Regions from separate parts of the Hordeum vulgare genome. Here region 2 is linked to region 1. A link is a contact called in public Hi-C data. All regions are on one chromosome and are shown on one strand. Each heading gives the region's core, a stretch centred on a gene start, on an enhancer-like site or on the middle of the called end of the contact. The rest is flanking DNA. Distances are from core to core; before and after follow the strand shown.

Region 1 (7,950 bases), core at 3,235-5,734:
TGCTTCAGTGATTTTATCACCACGAGGTGAAGAAAGTTTGTTGATTATTTCAATGATGATATCAACACCAGTACTTCTAAGGGACTGCACATGACGAAGAAGCTCTTCCACTGCATTGGCTAAAAGAACAACACCTTCATTCATTGGTATCAGATATTTCCTACTAGTGAATGTCTCTACAAGAAAACGCAGAGCCGAAGTTTCCCTGACAGACTCAAGTCCTTGGTTATTAAGGCAGATTGCGCCCAGGCCATTGGGTACACATACAAGAGCTTTACAAGATGGTATCACCCCAGCAGTCACCGATGACAGGAAGGCATCGGGAAGACCAAGTTCCTTCAAAGCAGGAAAACATGTAGGATCCTTATGTATTATCTCACTCATAACAGTAACTGAAGAGAAGTATATATCGCCACCAAACTTTGCAACATTCTGGAATATTAGGGAAAGTGACATGGGCAAAGAGTTATCATTGGAGCTTTGAGAGCGAGCAGGATTTGCAGGAGAATATGTAGCAGAACCTAATGCCTTGAGCAAAGCCTTAATCAGTCGCTTCTGTGAGTAAAGATGGTCATCTTCTGATTTTGATGTATCACTGGCAACCACTAAAGTAATGTCAGCAACACCAATAACACGCTGCACCTCCACATGTAACCTCTGAGACAAAAGTTCTACACCACCCAAATCTTTAAACAGGGAAACAGCAGGGCTGCTGTACTCCATCAGCTTCTGAAGGGTCTTTACTGCCAAACAGACAAGATGCATGTGGGAAGGATCCTTATCTTGCAGGAGAGGCAGGAGAGGTGGAACCATCCCTGAACCCCTAACGGTGGTCCCAGAACTCGAAGATGACAGCACATGAAGCAAAAAGAACTGCAGAAGGGCATCAACAATTAAAGGAGATGAGGTATCATTAGGGCTACTGAGGGACGATATTGCTTTCTGCAGAACACTAAGCAAGACCATGCGGTTTCCACCAGCAGAGATAATACTTGAGCCGCTCAGTATCCTAGCTCGCTCATGAGATGATGCATATGCTGCTAACTGTGCTCCCAGTGCAAGCATAGCCAACGCACGGATGGGCCCAGGAACAATATCTTCTGACCGAACAAGCCGGATTAACTCATTTATGTACTCTGGCTCATTTGTGAAGAACGATGTCAGCTCATCATGGGCATCACTGGATTGCACGAGAACAATGAAAGAAAGGAGACTTATGCGACTATATAGCCTGCATGTCCTCGGGGAATTAAAAGCATGTGCATATCTTATCCTTGTAAACAAGGCAAACCGGTGCTCTGGAGGCACATTAAACTTGTCGATGCATTGCTTCAATATGCTCAAGTCATCCTCCTTCCGAAGGTGCAGGTCTGGCATATGTATCACACAGAGATTAGATGACTTGTCACTTGTTTGATCAGAATCTTGGACAGGTGCCAAATTATACTCAAAATGAAGAGTGGACCCAAGACGATGTTGTGTGCCATCATATTTGTTCTCCATGTCTACTGGGAATAAGCACAAACCCTCCAGCTGATTTCGCTCATTTGCCACAACACAGGAATACAAGCCTAGACCTTCCTCCTTGCTACCCCATCCTTGGGCCAATGATAGAAGATGGCTATTTATAGCTCCACAGTTGATCAGTTTTCCATTCATATGCAATTTTGAAGGATTTATTTTCACCACTGAAGCAAGAGTTTCCAAAGCCGCAACAACTACCTCAGGATCTGATGACGCCAACAGATTCTTAAAATGCTGATACAGGGAGTAGAGGACAATGATCAGTTTAAGTGGGATAAAAACAAGGGTCTGAAATTCCCATCTTTGGGACATTAGTAAAGAGTTCAAAAGCACATAAAAAGAACACCAGCTTACCTCAAGGGCAGCAAAGGACGTTTTGTTCTGGCAATTTTCCAACACAATTTGCATAACTCTCAAAATTTGTAAGATGGTATTTTTTGTCAACGGTTCACCCTCAGACATATCATCAGACAAGAGAAGATCCTTCCTAGAAGAGATGTATGTCTTGAAATATGTATCAAAATGCATAAACAGAGGCTTCCAATGGTGAAAATTTCCCTGCAACCAATTGTTAACAGTAAGTGGGTAATGAAATTAAGTGTAAACATAATGGAAATCAAATTCAGAAGAAGTAAGACTGTCACCTTATTGAACTCCCAATGGAAGCCTGATAGTGGTATGGCAATGTCATGTAGTGGAATATTGATTACACGATCAATAAATGCTTTGACTTTTGCTGGCTGCAATAATAGAACATGATATATAACCAATTTATAACAGGTATTCCCATGATACAAGACAAATGAATTATGTATATAAGCACAGAGGTAAACATATCCCAAAAAATCACACATTCAAAAAAGTATTCAAGAAACAAGCATACTTACTACAATGGCACGCAAAGAACACCTTCCTATCATAACCTAACCACTTAATCCTGAAAATGTGAGGCAACTATCCAACCTTTCCCAGAGTATGATATCCACAAACTAAACATTTTTGTTCTATTCTAATAGTATAAGAGCACAGTTGACCATTGCTAGCTACAAGGTGAACAGGCCATTGAAGTCCATCGAAATACTCCATTTTGCAACAAGTGGCCATCAGATATTAAAGCATAGTATTGAACCTCGGACATTAGAGCACAGGTTACCTCATAATCTAATTCAAGCAAGGTACCTAGTATTTATAGCATCTGAAATTCTGGCTACACCCTAAAAATATATGAACTTTTTAGATTTGAAATGAAGTACTGATACCAAAAATTACAGGGCACTAATGTAGCTGCAAAATCAAGATATGTCTTCTAATCAACTGCCCAATCTAGAACAACAACAACAACAACAACAAAGCCTTTAGTCACAGACAAGTTGGGGTAGGCTAGAGGTGAAACCCGTAAGATCTCGCGACCAACTCATGGTTCTGGCACATGGATAGCAAGCTTCCACGCACCCCTGTCCATGGCTAATTCTTTGGTGATGCTCCAATCATTTTAAAGCCATTATTATTATAACCTAAACTACCTCCGAAACACATGTGTAACCTCCATGAGTCAGAAGTCATTATTATTATTATTACATTTGAAATAAATGTGTAACCTCGACTGAAATGCTGATAACATGTACAGAGAACCAAATATTATAAAAGCAAGTCAATAAATGGACTACTAGTATTAAGACATCAATACAGATGCTGCTATCTAATGTCTTATTACAATGAAGCTAGTTAATAATAGCATTAACACATATCAGGTGTACAAAACACAAGCACAAATAGCCACCTTACACAATAGTGCTATAGCGCTACAATCAGCAAAAACAGGATGAGAAACTCCACGTGAACAATAATACAACCTCCACTAGTATTGTCCTTTAACAGGCACATAAGACAAAACCATAACACAAAATCCTGAAAGCCGGAGGGCATCCAGTTACCCATAAATTCTGGAGAAGGAACAACTACATGCATGAGCACAAACAGCATGGAAAACGAACCCTTCTACGTAGAACTCATAAGCTGGGAACAAATGCATCCATCGAAACTAGTTTGGTACTTCTCACCATGGTATGAACCACATGCAGGGAGGTGAAGCCACAGTCAGAATAAGATACCATGGGCACATGGTATGAACATTTAAATCCAGTATTGCACTTACAGAGGTGCATGTAGCGGTAAAAGAATAGCACCACAACAGTGCAAGGATAAACATAGGATCCTTCAGTGGCAAAACGCTATAACTTTTACTAAGATCAGCCAATCACAAACACTTGAACATGAGATCGCCTTAAAGACTAAGTAGTAACCGCAGCACCACTTCCCACGCTTTACACCTATCCCTGAGAGGGGCTCATCCACCGGAACACTGCCACCACAGCAACGCCGGCTTCAAATCAAAACCCTAGCCTAAGACCTAGCGAGGATTCAGCCAGACTAAGCGTGTTTGCACCTACAACCACCCCGATCAAAACCCTAAAATAAATAAAGAACGCGAACAGGAAAAAGGAGACTCACCGGCTCGGACTCGACTTTGATCGCCGGCGACACGGCGCGGCTGCCAGACAGGATCTGCTGCAGCCGCAGTGGGAAACTGGCCCTGTGCGCTGCCATCGCCGCCGCTGCCATCTCCGATAGGGATTTCTCACTTGTGCCTCACCTTCGCAACAAACACGCCGCCAAAACAATCAGCGCAACGAAAAAAATACCCTAAATATTTCTCGAAAACCCTAGGCCCGATCGCGGTAGCAGGGGCCGGGGACGGAGTTGGGTACCTTCAGGGTTTTCGACCGACGAGGAGAGCACATCGGCCGCAGAAGAGGAGGCCGCGGGGGGTGGGAAGGGAGGCGGCTAGGCGGGATTCGGAGATGGCTAAGGGAGGAGAGAGGAAGAGAAGAGGAGTTGAGGTGTTTGGGTATGATGAAGAGAAGGGAGAAAACCTGGGGAAGCGGTGCTTTTGTGAAGGGCGACGAGGAGGACGAGAGAAGAGGAGGCGCAATGTTGGTCACGGGCGCGGCGCGTGACAAGGCTCTGTTTGTCTAGGTTTTCCAGCAGTGCATAGCCACGACTTTTCCTTTCTTTTTCCTTTTTCGAGAAATCCCTTACTTTTCTTTTTTCTTATCGCAAAACTCCTAGTATTTTTCACGTGGATATGTACCATGCCCTTGTAAGACTCCTTATTACTCCTTTCTGTATCTAAATAATTATAGTTCTCCTCAATTATAATTATGTTTATTTTTTTCTTAACTACAATCATTTAGATACAGAAGAAGTGGTAAAAAGGCACGTACTCCCTCCGTTCCAAAATAAGTGTCTCAACTTTGTACTAACTTGGTACAAAGTTATACTAAGCTTGAGACAATTATTTTGGGACGGAGGGAGTACATTGCAACGGGACACACAAATGAATAAATGTGCTTCAAACGACAAGTCGATGGAGTTTTACAACGCTGGGAACAATGCCGACAATAAGGGGTTGATCACTGGTGGCTTCAAGAAAAACTTCACCATTGAGCTCAAGAGTAATTTGGTGGTTTGCTCAGACAGGATCAGTGGCGGAGCCACCTCCCGGCGACCCTGGGCAGCTGCCCGGGCTCTTCCGAAATACTTCCACTAGCTAATAGTAAGAATTGGTAATTAATCACTAGTTTTTGTGGGCATATGCTCATAAAGCACACCCCCTTTGTACTTTGCCCAGGCTCCATTGATGGCCTAGCTCCGCCACTGGACAGGATATGTCATGCATGTGAGTGTCACGGTGATGTTGTCCTCCTCCGCTGTGCGGTGTGCCCCATATGCACCCATGGTAGTACACTTTCATCATAAATTGCGGAATTAAATGGAAGAGTAATAAGAATCAATCGATGATTGAATGGTTAGAGAGGCGGTGATAACTCCGACTCATCAGAGATTAAACTCCATATTTCACTGTTGGTGACTCATTAATGTCGTTTTTCAATAGGGTGTGACGTTCGTGTCAATAGCTAGGCGTTGATCGCCATCGCCAATCTCTGCAACTTTGACCCGATCCTCGATAGGCGTTGTGTGGGTGCATGTGTGTAACGCCCAAGATGTGATCATATCCTCAATTTGGCACGAGGGCCTCGTCAGGGATAGAAGCGCATCTCGTCGTTTCGCAAGAATGGATATCGTTACAAGTACATATACTGAAAAGAAGAGATATAAAGAATTGACTTACACTCGACACTAGCTACATCAGAGTCACATCAGTACAATACATAAACATCATGAAGAAGAGCAGGGTCCGACTACGGACGAAAACAAACGAGAAAAGAAGGACGACGTCCATCCTTGCTATCCCAGGCTGTCGGCATGGAACCCATCCTAGATCGATGAAGAAGAAGAAGAAGCAACTCCAAATGAACAATCAACGTGCTCGCGTCAAGTAATCTTTACCCGTACCTGCAACTGGTGTTGTAGTAATCCGTGAGCCACAGGGGACTCAGCAATCTCATTTCCAAAGGTATGAAGACTAGCAAAGCTTAATGGGTGAGATATGGTTAAGTGGTGAGGTTGTAGCAAGCGACTAAGCATAATATGAGGTGGCTAACTTACGAGTACAAGAATAAAGAGGGGGATGATCTACGCATAACAAGAATAAAGAGGGGGATGATCTACGCATAACGGACGTGAACTAATGATGATCAAATGAATGATCCCAAACACCTACCTACGTCAGACATAACCCCACCGTGTCCTCGATCGGAGAAAGGAACTCATGAAAGAGACAGTCACGGTTACGCACTCAGTTGACATATTTTAGTTAAGTTAACTTCAAGTTGTCTATAACAAGTGTTAAACAAAGTTTCCACGTTGCCACATAACCGCGGGCATGGCTTTTTGAAAGATTTAACCCTGAAGTGGTGCTCCAACTAATCCATCACAAATTACCACAAGCCGCATAGAAATCCCCGATCACGAAGCTCGCGATCTCGTCGGACTCCTTAGTGGAAAACCTCAACTCTGAGATTACCCAAAGCATCACCGGAATCCCGATGCACAAGACATTCGTCAAAGGTAAAACTAATCCAGCAAGGCCGCTCGACGTGTCGACGATCCCGATAGGAGCCACGTATCTCGTTCTCAGGACACGACGGATGAGCGACGCGTACGGTGGCCTGGTAGAAATCACCCAAGTTTCCCTGGGTTGGGCACGCACAGTGCTCTATTTTGGACCAGCACCATCAGAACTGGCCCTCCCTGTATTATGTAGAATTACTCCTCGGGTAGCGCTAACTCCCTATGCATTTCAGTATTAACAGAATTATTATGTTGGGAAAATGCAGTACCAATGTTGGGCCTTGCCAGACCAGCTTTAATCTAAAACGAATTATCAAGGGGGTCCCCATAACAACCCCGATCGTGTTAGGAGCGCTCAATTATGGAACATAACACCGGTAGCCGAAACTAAGGGGGCAAAGGTGGAACAAAACAATAGGCTAGAAAGGCCGAGCCTTCCACCTTTTACCAAGTATATAGGTGCATTAAATTAAATAGCAATTAATAGGGTGATATAACAAGGAACCCATGTTATCACATGTAAGCAACTTCACCTGCAACTAGCAACGCTAACACATGGTTAAGCAAGCAGTAACATAGCCAATCAGAGGTTTGCTAGGTTGTGAACAGGTTGAAGGTTTTCATGGCAATGTTGGTAGGCTGATATTTAACAGGTGGTAGGCAACGAGACATAACGATAGAAACGGTAAAACTAGCATGGCAATGATAGTAATGGTATCTGGGGAAATGGTCATCTTGCCTGAGATCCCGCTGAGAAGAAGAATGACTCCGTGAAGCAGACGAACCGACGTAGTCGAACGGGTCCTCACTTTCCGACACGCTTTCGGAACTCTATCGAGACGAAGGAAACCGGAAACAAGAATCAACACACGATACTCACCACACGATGCACATCACATATGATGCATGAACAAAAGAATATATGCAAGACACGGCATGTCAATTCACAACAATCAAACACTACACATTAAGTGAAGTTCAATATGCAACGAGTTGCATATTGACGAAACTCCACATACGAGTTATTTAGTTCTATCCCGATTAGGTACACGGCAATATTAAATGTGCAACTCGTTGTATATTGAACTAAATAACTCGTTGTATATTAAATGTGCAACTGGCAACCACATTTAATATTGTCGTGTACCTAATCGGGATAGAACTAAATAACTCGTATGTGGAGTTTTGTCAATATGCAACTCGTTGCATATTGAACTTCACTTAATGCGTAGTGTTTGATTGTTGTGAATTGACATGTTGTGTCTTGCATATATTCTTTTGTTCATGCATCATATGTGATGTGCATCGTGTGGTGAATATCGTGTGTTGATTCTTGTTTCTGGTTTCCTTCGTCTCGATAGAGTTCCGCAAGCGTGTCGGAAAGTGAGGACC
Region 2 (7,950 bases), core at 3,545-6,044, 1.0 Mb after region 1:
GCTTAATGGGTGAGGTATGGTTAAGTGGTGAGGTTGTAGCAAGCGACTAAGCATTTATTTGAGGTGGCCAACTTACGAGTACAAGAATAAGAGGGGGATAATGTACACATAGAGGATGCGAACTACTGATGATCAAATGAATGATCCTGTACACCTACTTACGTCACACATAACCCCACCGGGTCCTCGATCGGAGAAGGAGCTCACGAAAGAGATAATCATGGTTACGCACTCAGTTGGCAAGTTTTAATTAAGTTTACTTCAAGTTATCTAGAACGGGGTGTTAAACAAAGGTTCCAAGTTTGCCACATAACGATGGGCACGGCTTTCCGAAAGATTTAACCCTGCACGGGTGCTCTAACTAGTCCATCACAAACTACCACACGCTACGAAGGAATGACCTCGATCAGGGGAAACCCGTGATCTCCCCGGGTTCCTATTGGAAAACCTCAACATGGAGATAGCCCAAAGTATCCTCGGAATCCCTCGCACAAGGCGCTCGATAAAGGTAAAACAAGTCCAGCAAGGCCGCCCAACGTGTCCACGATCCCGACAGAAGCTGCATATCTCGTTCTCAGGACACGACGGATGAGAAATACGTACGGTGGCCGGATAGACATCCCCCGAGTTGCCCCGGGTGGCCCCGCAAGTGGCTCTGTTTGGGACCAACACCAACAACACTGCCCCCTGTATTATGTTGAATTACTCCTTGGGTTCATGACGCCCTATGTTTTCAGTATTAACAAAATTATTATGTTGGGAAAATATAGTACCAATGTTGGGCCTTGCCAGACGAGCTTTATCCTAAAACCAGAATCAGGGGGTCCCCATAACAACCCCAAGCATGTTAGGAGCACTCATTTATGAACATAACACCGGTAGGCGAAACTAAGGTGACAAAGGTGGAACAAAACACCAGGCTAGAAGACCGAGCCTTCCACCTTTTACCAAATATATAGGTGCATTAATTTAAATAGCATTAATACGGTGGTATAACAAGGAACCCGTGTTTTCACATGGAATCAACTACACCTGCAACTAGCAACACCATCCAATGGTTAAGCAAGCAGTAACATAACAAGAGAAACGAGACAATTAGCATGACATTGATAGTAATGGTATATAGAGAAATGTTCATCTTGCCTGTGATCCTGATTGGAAGAAGAACGACTCCGTGAAGTAGACGAACCGACATGGTCGAACGGATCCTCACATTCCGACACGCTTGCGGAACTCTATCGAAGCGAAGCAAACTGCAAACAAGAATCAACACACGATATTCACCACGGCACATGCATGACATGATGCACAACACATATGATGCACGATCGGTTTAAATTATGCAAGGCATGACATGACAATTCACATCACGCAAACACTACACATTAAGTGAAGCTCAATATGCAACGAGTTGCATATTGACAAAACATCACATACAAATTATGTAGTTCACTCCCGTTTAGGTACTCGACAATATTAAATGTTGTTAAACATGGCAAGGGGTGAAGCATAAATAGACTACCTATTTAGGCATTTTAAATGAGGTCAGAAACGTCATATAGCATCTCCGAACTAACCCCATGTGTTAACTTCAGAATCTGTCCAGATTTGACCTAATCACATTTTATGTTTGTTAAAAGTGGTTTATGTGATTCTGCTCGTCGTTCTAGTCCATTTACATATATGGCTCATCTCCAGCGGAGCTACAATTAATTAACTACGAACTAAACCGTTTTTAACACGTTGTCACACAAACTAATGCAAACAGCACGACTAACAGCTTTAAACATGCATGAGAGTTGGAAAATATTAATCTACGCGAAATTCTACACGTTTTACATATATAATTTATCGCGATCCGACGCACGGTTTGAAAACTACGGGCGTTTGAAAATAAACATTTTTTCTAAAAATACTAAATTCGCAAAACGTAAAAAAATACTAAACGGGCTGGTTGGCTGGCTCGGGCTCCGGAAGGGCGGGCCAGATCCGAGCCTGAGTGGGCCTGGCGGCTGGGAGGAGAGAGGAAGTGGAAGAGAGTCGCGGTCACGGATTTCGAGGAGGAATTAGGGTTTGCTGAATCAGGCAAGGATGGCTATCTATTTAAAGAGAGGGGGCTAGGGTTAGCAGATTTCGTCCGAATTTGGACCGCAGGATCGTGATCGGACGACTCCGGTAGTGGGTAGTGGCTAGGTTAGGGCTTAGTGGCCATGTAGAGGGGTTTGTGGGCTAAGAAGAGAGAGAAATTGTGGTCCGTAACACGCATTTTAAAACAACGAAAACATCCGGCAATTAAACCGGCTATAGTGCCGCTATATATTTAACGGTACAGGTATCAAACGTGCTTCGATTGTGACGAAATTTGGCACACGACCTACCTACATTATAACAAGACCGCACGCCAAGTTTCAACCCAATCTCAGAAAGTTCCATACACACTTTTAAAAACAAATATTTTACGATGACGCGGGCGCGTGCGTGTGTGGTTGGTCTCGAAACGGTCAACGACGAAACACAGAGAGAACCGACAACTAAAAACGGATGCAAGTTTTGAAAACTGGCGGCAACGTAGTGCCGATGCAATGGAGATGATGCGAATGATGCGATGATGGATGCGACAGACAATCTAATCGCACGACGACAATGGAATAAGAGGGAAATCTTCTCGAACGTCGGTCTCGGGCTGTCACACCTCTTGCCCGACATAGATCTCCCTCTTCCAGTCTTCCCTGTCCCTTTCTCTTTGATTACCAACTCTCGGGGAGGCGTGATCCCCGATTCCAAACGCCAATCCCTTATCGGAGATGAACACAACAACACACGAAAGGCTATCGGCGACATGTCGAAAATGCTCGAACCGGCGCCCCCGTGCAAGAACCATGGCGACTAGGGGACTGCAACGGTGACATGAGGACAACTACAAACGGCGGTGCCAATACTACAACCATGGACGTAAAAATCTACATCTATTAGATAAAAAAACTTCAATCACACTTCAGAACACATGAAAAGTTACAACCGTTCTAACAAAAGCTTCATCCCGCAGATGAAAAAGCTTCAACCACATATAGAAAAATCTTTAACGAGCGACTACAAAAGCTTCAAGCAATTTTTGGAACATATGAAATGTTGCAATAGTTTTTTTGAAAGGCTTCATCCAACAGATGAAAAAGCTTCAATTAGAGTTTTTAAGAAAGCTTCAACTAGTTTTCGAAACACATGAAATGTTGTAACCGTTTAAAAAAAACTTCAACCGAGAGATGAAAAAGCTTCAACGAGAGTTTTTGAGAAAGTTTCAACCAAAATGTTTTGCAACCAATGCCGTCATTTTTGTTGAAACCGAGAGTGTCATTTGCTACAACCGTGACTCAATTTTGTTGCGAGCGAACATGCCGAGCTACAACCGGCGACTACGACGACAAGACGTTTTTATTGCAACTGTATTTATTTTTTGCTATTACCAGCAACTTGTTTTGCTGCATTGTTTGTTCTTTTTCTTTAAAAACGAACTAACCACATGACACGCTCTAGTCGGGATGAGATGGTTGTGGTTGGTTTCTGCGAGCTCCGTCGACATCGACGGGCACGGGGACGAGGGCGGCTATGAAAGCAGTGACGAGCACGACGAAGATGACGCGATGCTTCGAGCGGCGGGGGCGGCAGGCGGCGACAGGAAACGGGGACGACCGACGTTGTGCGGGCAAGAAAAAAAAGGCGGCTGCTACAAAGAAAAATCAGTCGGCTTCAGAACCGTCTGATCAGGCCCCTCCTCTCATGCGAATCTCCCTCTGAACATCATAGCCTTGCATCAGCCACAACACTAGAGCTCATCTTCCAAAGCATAGCTTCCCCGTCGCCGTCGAGATCCATGGGGTCACCACACCAATAACACTGCACTGCAGCTCTCGTCCTCCGATGAGGTCCACCAGTTGCCGCACCATATATTGCACTGCAGCTCCGCCGTGCCACCAATGAAGTCAGTCGCAGCAGCATGAACGCTACAATGCAACTCCCCCTCCTCGTCGGCAAGGTCCATCGGCAGCACCACGCGTTGCACTCCAGCTCCGTCGTGCCGTCGCTGAGATGGTCGCATCACCGTGAACGCTGCACTTCAGCTTCCCTGTCGGTGAGGTTCGCCGGTCGCAACACCTTGTGTTGCACTGCAGCTCCCCTAGCGCGGCTCGCTCCGGTGAGGTTTGCCGGTCGCAGCACCTTGTGTTGCACTGCAGCTCCCCCTGGCGCGGCTCGTTCCGGTGAGGTTCGCCGGTCGTAGCACCTTGTGTTGCACTGCAGCTCCCTCTGGCGCGGCCCGCTCCGGTGAGGTTCGCCGGTCGCAGCACCTTGTGTTGCACTGCAGCTCCCTCTGGCGCGGCCCGCTCCGGTGAGGTTCGCCGGTCGCAGCACCTTGTGTTGCACTGCAGCTTCCCCCTGACGCGGCCCGCTCTGCAGAACCAAGCGATTCTTCGTTTGCAACCCCGACGACAGTTGTTGGGGAGTTGCAGGTTCATCACTGGAGTGTTGCACGCCTCCTGCGGCTGCCTGGACGAGGGCCATGACGAAGGTTAGAGAGGGATGTAGAGAAGAAAAAGATGGAAAATGGGGATCTCGCTCGTGTGTTGGTAGAAATGAGTGGCTCTGGTTGCTGCGCTCAAGATAAGGTAGATGGTGGGTGGATGGGCCCATATGGACGTGCGGCGTGACACGATCGATGACGCGTGGCGCGAGCGCGACCCGGCTGATTTAGAACGTTTTTCAAAAAAAAAAAGGTAAGGCAAACTGTTTTTTTAACGAAGATGCAACGATCCACGCGGTCAAGATCCAACAATTGTGATGCGACCGGCGCAAATTAGCACTCGCCAATCGCCATCCCTCCTTCGCCTCGTCCCAAACCCACCTGACCGTCGAAGACCCCCGCATAAACGTCACCTCGAAGGTTGTCTTCCCCTTCCCCGGTGTCACGAGAGCGCCTTCTCGCCAAAGCAGTCCCGTTACCTCCAACTCCAAGTGAAGAAACTCAGGCTTCCTCGCCTCCATCTCTACCTGGTTGGCGTGCCATCTGGACCCGATTCGTTTCGTCGGTAAGGAGACCCTAGCTTGCATAGATCCCACTTCGTCTTGATCTTTCCTTTGCAGTGAAGTGTTATCAAATCAAAACGTGTGCCTCATCTACGACATCCGATCCGACTTGACCCCATCCGATCGAGGCGGGAAGAATCCACCCATGCTTTTCTTTTGGTATTAACCCTGACCTCGTACTTCTAGGAGTTTCTTTTCGCAATATTAGAATCGGCGGGTTCAGCTGAACCAGCATGCCCTGCTTCAAGTCTGCCTCTTACCTTGGGCCTCTGATTATGTTGGTCTCGGGGATTCTTACTCCGATGTTGGTTGCCTTTTGTGTTCGTGAAGTTTGTTATTAGGAGACACAGGTTATTTCACTGTAGGAGATTTAGGAAGTTAACCCTATTATATGCGTTTATGCTTGTCATAATTGTTACTTCTCCTGTGTTTGGACATTTATGGTCATCAAGTATTTGATCTGGCCAAAACTCCAGCTTTCTAGGATATGGATTCCTGGAAATTCGTGCTATGATTTCGGAATTTTATCTAGTAAAGTTATGGGAAATAATCGACTTGGAACTCAATTTGTAGGTGCTTGTTCAGGGCATGTACAATGAAGCAGCATCCTGGTGCTGCCCCAGCCCACCCACATCAGCGCACATCAGCGCATGGAACTGAGACCACTGTTCAGCTTCACATATATCCAACGCGTGTATGTCCATATGACGTGAGCCGTTGCCCTTTTTCCCTGTTACAACATATGTGGATTGTACTGTGCTTTTCCATCAGTTCAGACTTTTTGTTGCGTTGATTAGTGGATGAAGCTTAACATGGTATCGGAGCCAAGGTCTCGAGTTCAAGTCCTGATTTTTGCAATTTATTTAAAAAATTGCTGGTAGCCTCCTTTGTGTCCACGTAGAGGCTTCTTGAGTCATACATGAGTTGCGCGCACCGTTGCTCTCTTTCGGTTGCACGTGTTGAATTGTCTTTTCCGTCACACGTGAGAGGGGGTATTATAGTATATGTGAATTGTACTGGCCCTTTTCATCAGTTCGGATTTTTGGTTGCGTTGGCTAATGTATGAAGCTTAACATTTCCATTCTTTACATTTTCCTATCTATTCCTCTTATCCTATCTTTTTCTTTCCTTTTTCTTCTGTCTCACATTTTTCATGGAGAGACCGCCTCCTGCAAAGGAGCCTCTCTTTTTCTTCTCTCTCACATTTTTCATGGAGAGACCGCCTCCTGCAAAGGAGCCTCTCTTTTTCTTCTCTCACATTTTTCATGGAGAGACCGCCTCCTGCAGAGGAGCCTCTGACAACTTGGGAGCATTAGTTTGAATCGTCACGGGGGCTTCTGTAGGATCGAAAGTATGTCTAGAAGGGGGGGTGATTAGACTACTTCACAAGATTTTTTTTTTTGCATTTTCCCAATTTTACTTGAGAGGCAGCTACGACAGTTATAACAGATAAAGTACACCCTACACATGCAGTTCTAGTAGTATTGCAGTGGAAAGTAAAACATGCAAGTGTAAAGTAAAGGAGTGAGGTAGGGAGATCAAACGCATGAGGTTGACACGACGATTTTTGGCATGGTTTCGATAGGTGGCGCTATCGTACGTCCATGTTAGTGGAGACTTCAACCCACGGAGGGTAACGGTTGCGAGAGTCCACACAGGGCTCCACCCACAAGGGGTCCACAAAGAAGCGGCCTTTTCTATTCCACCACGGTTTACGTCTACACAGGACTAGCCTCACGCACGGTAGATCTTTACGAAGTAGGCGATCTTCTTGCCCTTACAAACATCTTGGTTCAACTCCACAACACACAGTAGGAGGCTCCCAAGCGACACCTAACCAATCTAGGAGGGACCACCCTCCAAAAGGTAATAGATGTCGTTGATCAATGAACTCCTTGCTCTTGTGCTTCTAAAGATAGTCTCCTCAACACAAATTACTCTATCACAGAATATGCATGGGTAGGAGAGGTTGATTTGGTGAAAAGCAGTTTGGGGAGGCTAGAGATCAAGTTTCAAATGATTGAATTGTAATATCTTGGTCTCAACACATGAGTAGGTGGTTCTCTCTCAGAAAATGGATCTGTAAATGAAGTGTGTGTTCTGAGTGCTTCTCTCATGAATGAGAGGTGGGTGAAGGGGTATATATAGGCAGCAGCCAAAATCCAACCGTTAGGCACAAAAGTGCAAACTCGGTGACACCGAACTGGACAACTCGGTGGTACCGACTAGTACTAAAGATGTGAACTTTTTGAATCTCGGTGAGACCGATATATGAAACTCGGTGGCACCGAAAAGGTGAGTAACGGTCAGATGACCAAACTCGGTGGCACCGATACTCAAACTCGATGGCACCGAAAAGGTGACGAACGGTCAGATGACCGAACTCGGTGGCACCGATACTCAAACTCGGAAATTCCGATTTTGTGTATTTTGGCAACAGAATGTTGGTAACATTGAACTCGGTAGCACCGATGCAGTTTCGGTTGCACTGATATGGTGGGAATGGCTAGGGTTCTGTCTGAGGTTCAAACTCGGTGGGTCCGAAGTGGCAATGTTGGTTACACCGAATTTGTGTATGTGGAACTTGACAGAGTAAATATGTGGGAAGAATGACTGAGTGTTTTGGATGCTAACTTTGAGCATTTGTGCAATCAGTTCATTTTACTACCTCACCCCCTTTTAATAGTATTGACTTTCCTATGGACTCAAAAGTGATTTCTCACAAATGTAAAATGAAGAGTTTTGTAGCTTGAAACTTGAGTGAATATTATGTATCCAGGGGTATCTTCACATAAACCTTAAGCCATAACATCTTTTAAACTTTTCTAAAATATACTTGAAAAACATATTAGTCTAATAATGCATATGTTGTGA

What was found. Hi-C and Micro-C count contacts between places; a contact is called where the count stands out from the background.
Region 2: a contact with region 1 is called in a Hi-C map of leaf, with 4 times the contacts expected there. The contact joins the promoter of LOC123452890 here to the promoter of LOC123399924 in region 1. A contact is called at or near these places in 4 of 6 Hi-C or Micro-C datasets (leaf and an unstated tissue).

Annotation. Positions count from the first base shown.
Region 1 is chr5H:207,433,807-207,441,756 of MorexV3_pseudomolecules_assembly, forward strand. LOC123399924 (E3 ubiquitin-protein ligase UPL1-like) reads right to left here and starts at 4,485. Exons shown (of 17, transcript XM_045094309.1): 1 at 4,293-4,485; 2 at 4,036-4,177; 3 at 2,169-2,264; 4 at 1,879-2,082; 5 at 1-1,758. The coding sequence starts at 4,146.
Region 2 is chr5H:208,429,018-208,436,967 of MorexV3_pseudomolecules_assembly, forward strand. LOC123452890 reads left to right here and starts at 4,795. Exons shown (of 2, transcript XM_045129620.1): 1 at 4,795-5,078. The coding sequence starts at 4,831.